2 separate regions of the Rattus norvegicus genome follow, and region 1 is linked to region 2. Evidence: chromatin contacts called from public Hi-C data. All regions are on one chromosome and are shown on one strand. Each heading gives the region's core, a stretch centred on a gene start, on an enhancer-like site or on the middle of the called end of the contact. The rest is flanking DNA. Distances are from core to core; before and after follow the strand shown.

Region 1 (5,129 bases), core at 2,147-4,646, 120 kb after region 2:
GGCCACACCGTGACCAGAAGGAAGGTCCGGCAGCCCACTCTTCCCGCGTTGCCTGCCACACCCCAGCTTGTTGGCCAGACCCTGCGCTGGGTAATTGGGACGAGAGAGGCGACCGGCGAGCTGCGGCTCCAAGGAGACTGCGCGCCTGTCAGCCGCAATTTGTTTAAGTGGACGGGATAGGCTGGGCCGCCGGGGGCTGGGGTCACCGAGGCCGCGGCCCCCAGCCTGGCCAGACCCAGGACCGCGGGGGAGCCCAGCCCTACTGCTTAACCGGGCTAGCTGGCGCCAAGGCTCCAAGAGGCGCGGGTCCGGTGGAGAAGCCATGGATGGAAACAACGAATGCGCCTAGTGTCTTCTACCGACCACTTGTCCGACGCATAGGGCCACTCATGTCACCCCAGCTTTTTCCAGACACATTCATATGTCAAGGCGTGCTTAGTGCCCAGTTTTTGGCGCTCACGTGCCCCTCATTCAACTCTGCCACAGGACCACACATCCCCCAGCATTCCCGCATCCACTCCACGCGGGTCATGCGTGCAGATACCTACAGGGACCTATGCGAGACCATTCTCGATGTAACCCGGCCAAAAGATGAACCCGGCAGCCCTGCCAGGCTTGGGAACGCAGTCCCCTCTGGCCCGGGCTACTGGTGCTCGGTTTGGTTGCGGGAAGCTAAGACTAAGAACCACGTGAAAGGGGCCTGGAACCGCGAAGCCAGCGCCTGCCCGACGCCCCGGCCCAGGACTGCCTGGGAGAGGGAGGGGCGGCAGAGCGCGCGTCCCCCACCCGTCTGCGGGTCCCGGCCGATGCGAAGTGACAGGGGCCGGAGCTTTGTTGTGGAGCCTCGGCCGCCTGGCGCCAGGCGCCCTCGCCCGTGCCCTCCCCCTCCAGCCCCGGGCGGCCCGCGAGGCGCCCCCCGGGGCCTCTTAAAGAGACACGCACACTCTGCCCGGGGGACTCCCCCAGGGGCGCCTGTTCCTGAGAAGGGGAGAGGAGTGGGGGGTAGACCCAGGCGGGGGTAGGGCGGAGCAGGAGCTGCGGGCCGCAAGGCGCCGCTCAAGAGGCTGCTTGGGCCGCCCCAGCGCCAGTTTTCGATGATCCAAGGATATTCTAAGAAAGTTTGGGGATGGGTCGATAAAGAATCTTAAGAGTGGCTAAGGCAGGTTCTCCAGGTGACTGTGTGGTGGTGGGCTGGAGCGGTTGGTGGAATCCCAACCTGCCGGGGAGGCAGGGAAAAAGTGTCTGACCAGTCGCAGGTCAGGTCCTTAACTTAAGTGGGATTCAGATCCCCTAATGTAGCCACTGGGCGACAGCTGCCCGGTTTCGAGGACCAATAATTCAGACCTTCGTGTTTCAAATCTCGGGCCTAAACGGGTAGACCAGCTACAGTATGCTATCCAGGAAAAATGTCCAAAAATACATACATACTTCAATACATACACATTTTTACAAGGTACTAAAGTGCCTGATCCCACACACACAACTAATTCGGAAAGCTGACCTGACTTTGTTGTTGTTGTTGTTGTTGTTGTTCGCCTCACTAACTGCCTAAGTGTGTTGTTCAGACACCTATCTCCTGGAGGAGCCACATCCTGTCTAAATTGGAACCAATGCAAAGCTGCCATGGATCTCACACCAGCTGCGAACTAGAGCTGAAGATTCATTATGGGCAGAGAAAAAAATGAGAAAAAGCGACCTAGCCAAGAGTAAGGTCCTGAAGAAAAACCTAGTGGGGCAGGCGCGCACAGGGCTATGAAGAATTACAAGCTCCTGGTGGTTGGCTCAGATGTATAGGAAAAAAGGTCGTGGAGGCCAAACGACTCCTGCTGGTTTCAACCCCGTACTGCCGGGGGCGACTAGCTTTTAAACGCCTTTCTGGGCGGTCAGCTACCAAGTGCCCGGAGACCTGGTGTACGTAGCAGAGGGGCGAGCTGCCTGGGCCACTGATGAGCGAGCACAGGGCACCCACCATGCGAGCACAGGGCAGAATTTGCTTATACTGGTTGGGTGGGTGGGAGGGTCCACTGTGGCTAGTGCATACCCTGCCTCCCCTCCCCAACAAGCACAAGGGTCGGAGCACCAGCCATAAATGGGCAAGTGTATGATCTTTTTACTCTGGACACACCTGATTATGGCTCTCAATGTGTACGGAGGGCACCACACTGGACACAAAATACACACACACACACACACACACACACACACACACACACACACACACACACACGAAGATGCATTGGGGCCGTTGCCAGAGAGCAAACGAAGACTGATTGTCGAAAGGGGTGTTCACACATGCTGGCAGACACCTCGATTCCCACCCGCATTACTCAGCATTCCTGAACTAGGGGGCCTTGAGCTTCCAAAAGACGGAAACAAACTCTAGAGAAGTAACTGGAGGTGAAGGAAAGATGCCAGTGTTTAGGAAGAGATAAGCTTGCATCTCCAATACCGGATGCGGCGAAAATTCGTTCTGGCGCGTGTGGAGAATCTGAGTTCTAGGATCGGCTAGCGCGGTACCGCCTTGGGCTCTGTAGAAGGTGCGCTCACCTATCTGGCCCCAAGGATCCATTCCCCAACTCGCCAGAAGGTTTTGACTTAGGACCTGACACATACCTACTTTAGGCTAAATGCCGGCCTGCCTGTAACCCCAGTTCCTGAGTCTATGAGGGGAGGAGCAGGTGAGGAGGGGGGGGTCCCTTCATTTCTCCAGTGCAAGGCCGCGTCCCGCTCCCGCCCGTGCCGGCCCCATCAGGGTTCTGCCGTGGCTCCCCACTCACCGGCTCCGGCCACCTGATTTCGGCTCCGGGACCTCGGTCGCCCGAGCCTCCTGACTTGCCCGCCCACCGGCCTCGCTTTCCAGTGCCCGCAGCCTCCCTCCGAAGTGCATGGACCCGGGGCGGTGACCGGGAGTGGGGTGGGAGGCCAGGCTGGGGCGCAGGCCAAAGCGGCCGGGACTCCCGGCGCGGGAGGGAAAGGGCGCCCCCTCTCCTCTCCCGAACGTGTCAATGCTTTGCACTTGGGGCCGGCATGCGGCTAGGGGTCCTTCCCCAAGGCCCTGGGATCCGGGCGCCCCCTGCCTCAGGCCCTTTCGGCGGGTCAGATCGGCCCTCTGCGCTTTCCAGCCCTCGCCCAGGCAGCGGCCGGCGCGGACGACGAGGTGGGGGCCAGGCCAGGGGGAGGGGTCTCGGGGCCCGCCGGCCCGTCATTGGTTAATATTTTATTCTGTTGACATGTTTTCTTACTGCTGAGGCTTCCGACACCTTCTCCCTGGCCCCCCCTCCCGTCCAGAGCTTGGCCTGAGCTGTCAAAACCCCGCCCCCGGAGACCCACAATTGGTCCAAAAAGCGTAAAATCAGCAATCAAGGGGGGCCTGGCTCGTTAGCGCAGGGGATCCGAACAGGGCAGGACATGTGAGATAGTCACAGTTTTCCAGAGATCAGGACAAGATCTAACCAGTCGCGCGTGGTCCCCGGCGCCGGAGTCGGCCAGCCCAGCCCAGCCCCGCGCAGAGCCCCCTCCGCCCCCGCGTCCAGAGCCCCGCGCCCCTTGAGGTGCGCGGGACGGGGAGCCGGGAGAAGCCGCTGCCGCGCCCGCCGCCCGGGCCGTCTGTCCTCCGCGCGCGCCGCCGCCCGGGCCGGGGGTCCGAGGCGCGCGCCCCCGGCCCCGGCCCCGGCTCCCGGGTGCCTGGGCCGGATGTCCCGATGAGAGAGCCGGCGCTGGCAGCCAGCGCCATGGCTTACCATCCGTTCCACGCGCCACGGCCCGCCGACTTCCCCATGTCCGCCTTCCTGGCGGCAGCGCAGCCCTCCTTCTTCCCGGCGCTAGCGCTGCCGCCCGGCGCGCTGGCCAAGCCTCTGCCCGACCCGGGCCTGGCGGGGGCGGCGGCCGCGGCTGCAGCGGCGGCGGCGGCAGCCGAGGCGGGGCTGCACGTCTCGGCACTCGGCCCGCACCCGCCCGCCGCGCATCTGCGCTCGCTCAAGAGCCTGGAACCCGAGGACGAGGTGGAGGACGACCCCAAGGTGACGCTGGAGGCCAAGGAGCTGTGGGACCAGTTCCACAAGCTGGGCACCGAGATGGTCATCACCAAGTCCGGGAGGTAGGGTGGCCGGGAGACCGGCGGGCGGGAGGGCTCGGGGATCGGACAGCACCCACCAGCACTGGGCCGATGCACTCTAGGCTCTCCACGCTCCGGCCCTGGCGCCACGCTCTTCTCCACAGACAAGCAAACTGACTTTTTTTTTTTCGTTTGACTCCGGAGCGAATTAAAAAAGAAAAAGAAAAGCAAACACCTCTCGATTGAAATAAAACGAAAACACTCTCCTAAAGAATATTCCTAACCTTTCTGAGTCTCAAAGCCTCTGTGGCTCGACTCTGGAGGGGCTCCTCCGCCCCTTGCGGTCTCGCTTTTCTGTATCCCGGTCGGTCTCCGAGTTCCTAAGAGAAGGAACCTTACCCGGATTCTCCACCGATCACCGGAGTCCATAATGTGACTAGCATCCCGACTCCTGCTAGCTCCAGACCGACCACTTGATTCTGGCAGAGAGTTGTTGAGCCCACAGCTAGGCCTTGGAGAGAATCTTGCTTGTCCTTGGAGCTTGGAGCTCTGGACCAGTCACCTCTTGAGGCCTTAAAGCCAGGAGAAAAACACAATCCCCAATCCTCCCAGCACTGAAAGTCCAGGCCTCGGGTTCACCCTGTTCCCCCGAAATTCTAGGCTAAGGTTCCCTGATTAAGGTTCTAAATCGTTTCCCCAGACAAAGACCTTGCTAGTTTATTTCTTTGAGCCTGTCCCAATAGTTTATTTCCTCTCTACGAATCTCTGGGCCATTCAGAAAAACCCAGGGTATCTCTAAAGGGCCTAGTTTCCTTTCCTGGGCATCAACCCTCATCTCGGATCAGAGTGGAGGAAAGGTTCCCAGATCTGAGTGCAAAACTAATCCAAGACTTTACAAAACAGGGTCTGGCCGGCAGAAAGGAGATGTTTCGGGAGTAACAAACACAGGTCGGGTCTTCCTGGTAGCACTAGGAGCACAGCACAAGTAGAGGACATAGATGGGGAACATAGATGGGGAGACTTCAGGCAGGGTGTCACACCACGGGGAAGGCAAAGGGGCCAAGAAGACCCGGGT
Region 2 (4,713 bases), core at 2,095-4,594:
GGTGTGTTGTGTCCAAGAGTCTCTAAGTAGCTGTTCTCTGTCTGATGTTTTGGTTTGGGGATTTTTGAGACAAAGCCTTACCATGTAGCCCAGGCTGGCCTTGAATTTATAAAATTCCTCTCACCTCAGCCTTCCTAGAACTGGGATCTACCATACACAGCTCCCAGTGTTTTATCTGTCCAAGGAAAGGTCCTTCCAATAGCTAGCTGATAGAGTACACCTCTCTCTCTCTCTCTCTCTCTCTCTCTCTCTCTCTCTCTCTCTCCCTCCCTTCCTCCCTCCCTCCCTCCCTCCCTCTCTCTCTCTCTCTCTCTCTCCCTCTCTCTCTCTCTCTCTCTCTCTCTCTCTCTCTCTCTCTCTCTGTGTGTGTGTGTGTGTGTGTGTGTGTGTGTGTGTGTGTGTGTGTGTCCAACCACACTTAATGTTCTTGAAACTTCCTTTTGGGAAGACCCAAGGCATTCAGCTTCACTCCCACCAAGATTCTCAACTGAAAGCAGACGAGGAAAGTTTAAAAAGTTCCCACCCCACCCAAACCAAGGTAATTAATATGAGCAGCAGCAGCAGCAGCCACTGTAGAAGGGAAGAAGGTTATGAACTGGGCTGGTGTTATCCTTGGGTGCAGGGAGAAGCTTTAAGGAAAGGTCATAACTTGGACCCTGGAGAGAGATGTGTCTTCATGGCTGAACGTATTTCTAATTCACTTGTCTTCTTCAGCATGTATGTAAAAAAACAGGTTATTAAAAGAAGAGAAGAGAAGAAAATCTAATTTAAAACACAAATTCTAAGGTGGTATACTGCAGGCCTGTAATCCCAGCAGAAGGGAGGATTAGTTTGGAGCCAGCCTTGGCCACAGGTTAAGTTTGGCAAGCTTGGTAGCGTGAGACTCTGCCTCAGAACAACAACAGTAAAACTGATGTAAACAAACACACGTTCTAGTGATTTGAAGCCTAGATTTATAAGCAAGAGCTCTTTAATACACTATGAATGAGTATAGCCCTCAGGTCTACTGAGCCGTTGGGCAGATCCGAGTGCTTTTATGAAACAGGAAGAGAGAAGAGGCTCTGCTTGGGAAAACAAGGCCTAGCTGAGCACCTCTCTTCTGTGTCACGGTCTGATGCCTAGGCGAGTGCCAGAGACCTCAGAAGCAGAAGGTGATGGATACAACCAAGGAAGAGAAAGAAAGCAGCCTCCCGTAAGACCACTGCAGGCCACTCCCAGCAATGAGTTCCTATGAGCACACGGGTTGGGCCAAGAGCTGGTGATCTGGAAGCCAGGCTGAGCTCCAGATATTAAGAAACATTCAGCTCTGCAAGAGTTAATGACCTCAGATTCTGCTCCCCAACCCAAAAGTGAGTGCGGGCCAGATAATCACTAGGGATGTCTTTTTGGTTCAAGGAACCTGTGAAGCTTGCCTTTGAAAAGGAGTCCTCCTCTATTGGCTGATCTCAGAAGACTTCTATAACTGACGGCTACCTTGAGATGCTTCAGAGCAGGGCCCTCTTCATGCTAGAGATGACTCCAGAGCCCAACACACAGTTCCACCACTGCTTCCACTCCCTGACCCTACCCCAGCAAACTCTTAGCCCATTTCCTATACACCAGTCTCAGATCACTAGTACAAGATCTAGGTATTGTAAGCCCAGTTAGAAGGCAAAACAATCAAACTCTGGGCTCCCACACACACTGGCATGTGACCTGACTTTCCAAAGATCTGTCAGCCTAGTGGTAGGCTGGTGAAGATTATGTGGATATTAGGTCCAGATCTAATGAATTTAGGATTCGGTACTGGAAAAGACTGGATCCTGGTGCATCCGAGACTTTGCTTGTGAAGCCTCCGGAGTTGTTGACTGATGTGTTAGTCTCCTGGGACAGGGCTGCACACTTGGGAAAGTAGCAGGAGCATCAGATCTCCTCAGGTCATCTGCCCCCATAAAAACGCCATGGCAACTAGGAAAAGGCTGGACCGCTGGGTTCCCAGCAAGACTGGGTTATTGTACAAAGCCACCCAGTCCATCTTTGTTTATGGGACTCGTTTTCGGGCACACGTGTTTTATAGTGAGGCGGAGACTGTAAAGAAGCTATTTATAATGAAGACCCTAAATATGTGAGCGTCATATTAAGCTTGATCTAAAGGAACTTCCCATGGGTGGCAGTTTAGGAGAAAAGGGAGCAAAGGATGAGAAAGGGGGGTGGGGGGGACAACTAATAAAAATAGCTGAGATCACTCAACAGTTATCAGGAAACAGATACTACAGTTTTATAACATGAAGTCCTAAAAGTATATGCACTCTTAAAAGGCAATTAAAACGTATGCTCCACAGCTATAAAACATTTTCTTTTCATCTGCAACATAGAGGGCAGATTACAACACATTAATAACGTTTTGTTTAGAGTTCAGTTTCTGATGGTTTCCAAATGTAGTCTGTGTAGATTAACCAGAAGGAGTCCAGTTCCCTTTTTTAAGAGGGCTTGTAAAGGAAAGCAATGTGGTAAGATTGTTATGAAAAGAGAGTGTATTTAGGAAATAGCACTTAGCAGGGTCTCTCTGAATGGCTGCCAGGTCAGGAAGCTGAAGTGCAAGGCTTGGCCCTTGTTCAGCCCCCCCAGTTCCAGCTCCTTGACCACACAGTACGTCAGGAGCATGTCACAAGCCAGCCAGGAAGGCTTAGCCCCGCCCCTGGACCAGCTTGGCACAGCAGCTTTCACATAACCCAGGGCTCCAGAGGGGCCAGAGGCAGGCATTCCAGGGCCACGGGAACAAGCAATTTTTAAAATAGAAATGAAGAACTTTTTTTAAGCCTGGGAATTAAACAGTTCCTAGGTCCTTATGGAACAGGGCCCCTTGTGTAGAGTGTCAGGGGTAAAAAGGTCCCTAAAGGTTATCTAATTCTCGGTCCTCATTCCGAGGCAGTGACATGGGAGCAGTCCTGAAGTCCCTATCCCTGAGTTCTCTGGCTGTTAGACTCACTGTCACTGGCCTCAGTCTCATGTCCTCTGAGTTCAGGAGCCAGCCTCACTGCTCTCCCATCCTCTCTCTCCCTCTTGGTTTTGACTCTAGGTGTCCGTCCATCCCATGCTGTACCTACAACCTTTGTAACGACTCAGAGTCTCAGCCTTAGCTGCTTCTACAAACCATGCTGTCAGCATCCGCTTCACTGTTAGCAGGACGGTGAAACACGCGCATGCTTCAGTTCCAGTTCCTTGCTCCATATGAACCTGTTGTTAGTAATGGCATTCAGGTTGTTTCATGTTTGTGATTTTCACTACTGTTAACTTGTGCAGTTGCTGTAGTTAGAGTCACCTTTAGGAATGTGGCCTTGTGAATGCCAGGGTTGCCTAAGGTAGAGTAAAAAGGTCACAAGCCACCAGAAGTCTAGACCAATGCTGCCAGGAACCCTGCGGTTAGATGCCAGATGCCAGCTGAGGAACCTGGATTCCCAGGGGTCCTCCTCCCTGTTGCTGTCCTGTTTGGTTCCAGGGTTAACTTTGTTCATGCGTTTCACTGAAATAGGCCTTGGAGCTGTGGGGTATCTTTTGTAATTCATTCTCCTTGGCTTCCTTGCGATCTGGCTTTACTTTTGCTAGCCTACTTTGGTCATTGGATGGAATCTTGTCTAATTTACATATAAAAGGAACTCTGTTGATGAAAGAGCCTTCAGCTAATAGGCCTGAGACCTAAATCCTGTAGGCTTTCTTCTCTGTTTGGCCCACTGGGACCCTAGTTAAAATCGCAGTTGTGCCCTTGTTCCTTAGTCAACCTAGAGACAACCCTGCTGGAAAACTCAAGAGAGCCAGCCGCCTTCCTCGTAGGTTATTAGGGAACAATCCCCTATAAAAGTTAAGTGGATGTTTTTCATTTAAAACCTTGAAGAGGCTTAGCCCTGCTGGGTTGCTGCCGGCCTCCCTCAGCAGGACCCTGGAGGCCTGTGGTAATAACCCTACTCTGAAGATGACTTAACTTTCTAGCTGCTATGGCCAGCATATTTCTTTTTAAATACAAGACTCACGGGTTTAGAAAGTAGAATTGTTACCTCAGTCGATACCTGGGTGACCTTCCCTTTGGACTCCTATCCCTCTGCCACTACCTGACAGCGGGGGTCATAACAAAGCCATCATTTACCTAAAAAAAAAAAAAAAAAAAAAGTCAACTACAAGCTCATGTGACTTCAGTAAGAACATTTTTAATCTTAAATCATTCAGTTCCTGTATTTTGCCTGGTCACAGTGAAATGACCCTATTTTGTCACCTCGCTTTTTTCTCCCTGATACCTTCCTCTGTGGGCCTCTTGTTTCATTACAATAATCTGAGTTTGTTCTGAAGGCACTGGTGAACGTTTTTTCTCAAAAACTTGTCTCAAGGAAGCACAATGACTTATTGAAGTTTCATATGTTACTTGCTCTCAACTCCCAGAGATCAGCAAAGATCCTTCACCTTTTTCTCCACCCCAGACGTGGATGAAAATATCAGCAATTCCTGTCTTCTGTCACTTGTCACAAATACTTTCCCAAGCTAATCTCACTTAGGATTTGCCAAGGAACAGAACCAAAGCACAGGGGGTCACTACTCACCTCTGGGTTCCCTTTCACAAGGTAAGAAGAGACTGAGGTTAGACATGCCGCAGAGACCCTGAGCCTGGAGGAACTGGAGTAGTTTGTAATCCCAGCAGCCGGGACACAGAAGCTTGGCCCACAGGTCACAAGCCTGCCCAGGTGT

The links. Hi-C and Micro-C count contacts between places; a contact is called where the count stands out from the background.
Region 1: a Hi-C map of psoas muscle shows a contact between it and region 2, with 2.6 times the contacts expected there. The contact joins the promoter of Tbx2 here to the enhancer-like site in region 2. A contact is called at or near these places in 3 of 12 Hi-C or Micro-C datasets (the A7r5 cell line, prefrontal cortex and psoas muscle).

Annotation. Positions count from the first base shown.
Region 1 is chr10:71,173,686-71,178,814 of GRCr8, forward strand. It overlaps Tbx2 (T-box transcription factor 2), which reads left to right and starts at 3,397. Exons shown (of 7, transcript NM_001401806.1): 1 at 3,397-4,096. The coding sequence starts at 3,702. The region is part of intron 1 of LOC134480843 (large ribosomal subunit protein eL21-like); the gene reads right to left.
Region 2 is chr10:71,054,332-71,059,044 of GRCr8, forward strand. The region is part of intron 24 of Bcas3 (BCAS3, microtubule associated cell migration factor); the gene reads left to right. All of the region lies in intron 1 of LOC134480843 (large ribosomal subunit protein eL21-like), which reads right to left. It overlaps LOC134480844 (a long non-coding RNA gene), which reads left to right. Exons shown (of 2, transcript XR_010055718.1): 1 at 1-4,713. Among named protein-coding and RNA genes, the nearest start is that of Tbx2, 120 kb to the right of the region's middle. Within about 2 kb of position 3,345, at least 21 of the 93 cell types and tissues checked have an H3K27ac peak or open chromatin away from gene starts, as enhancers often do.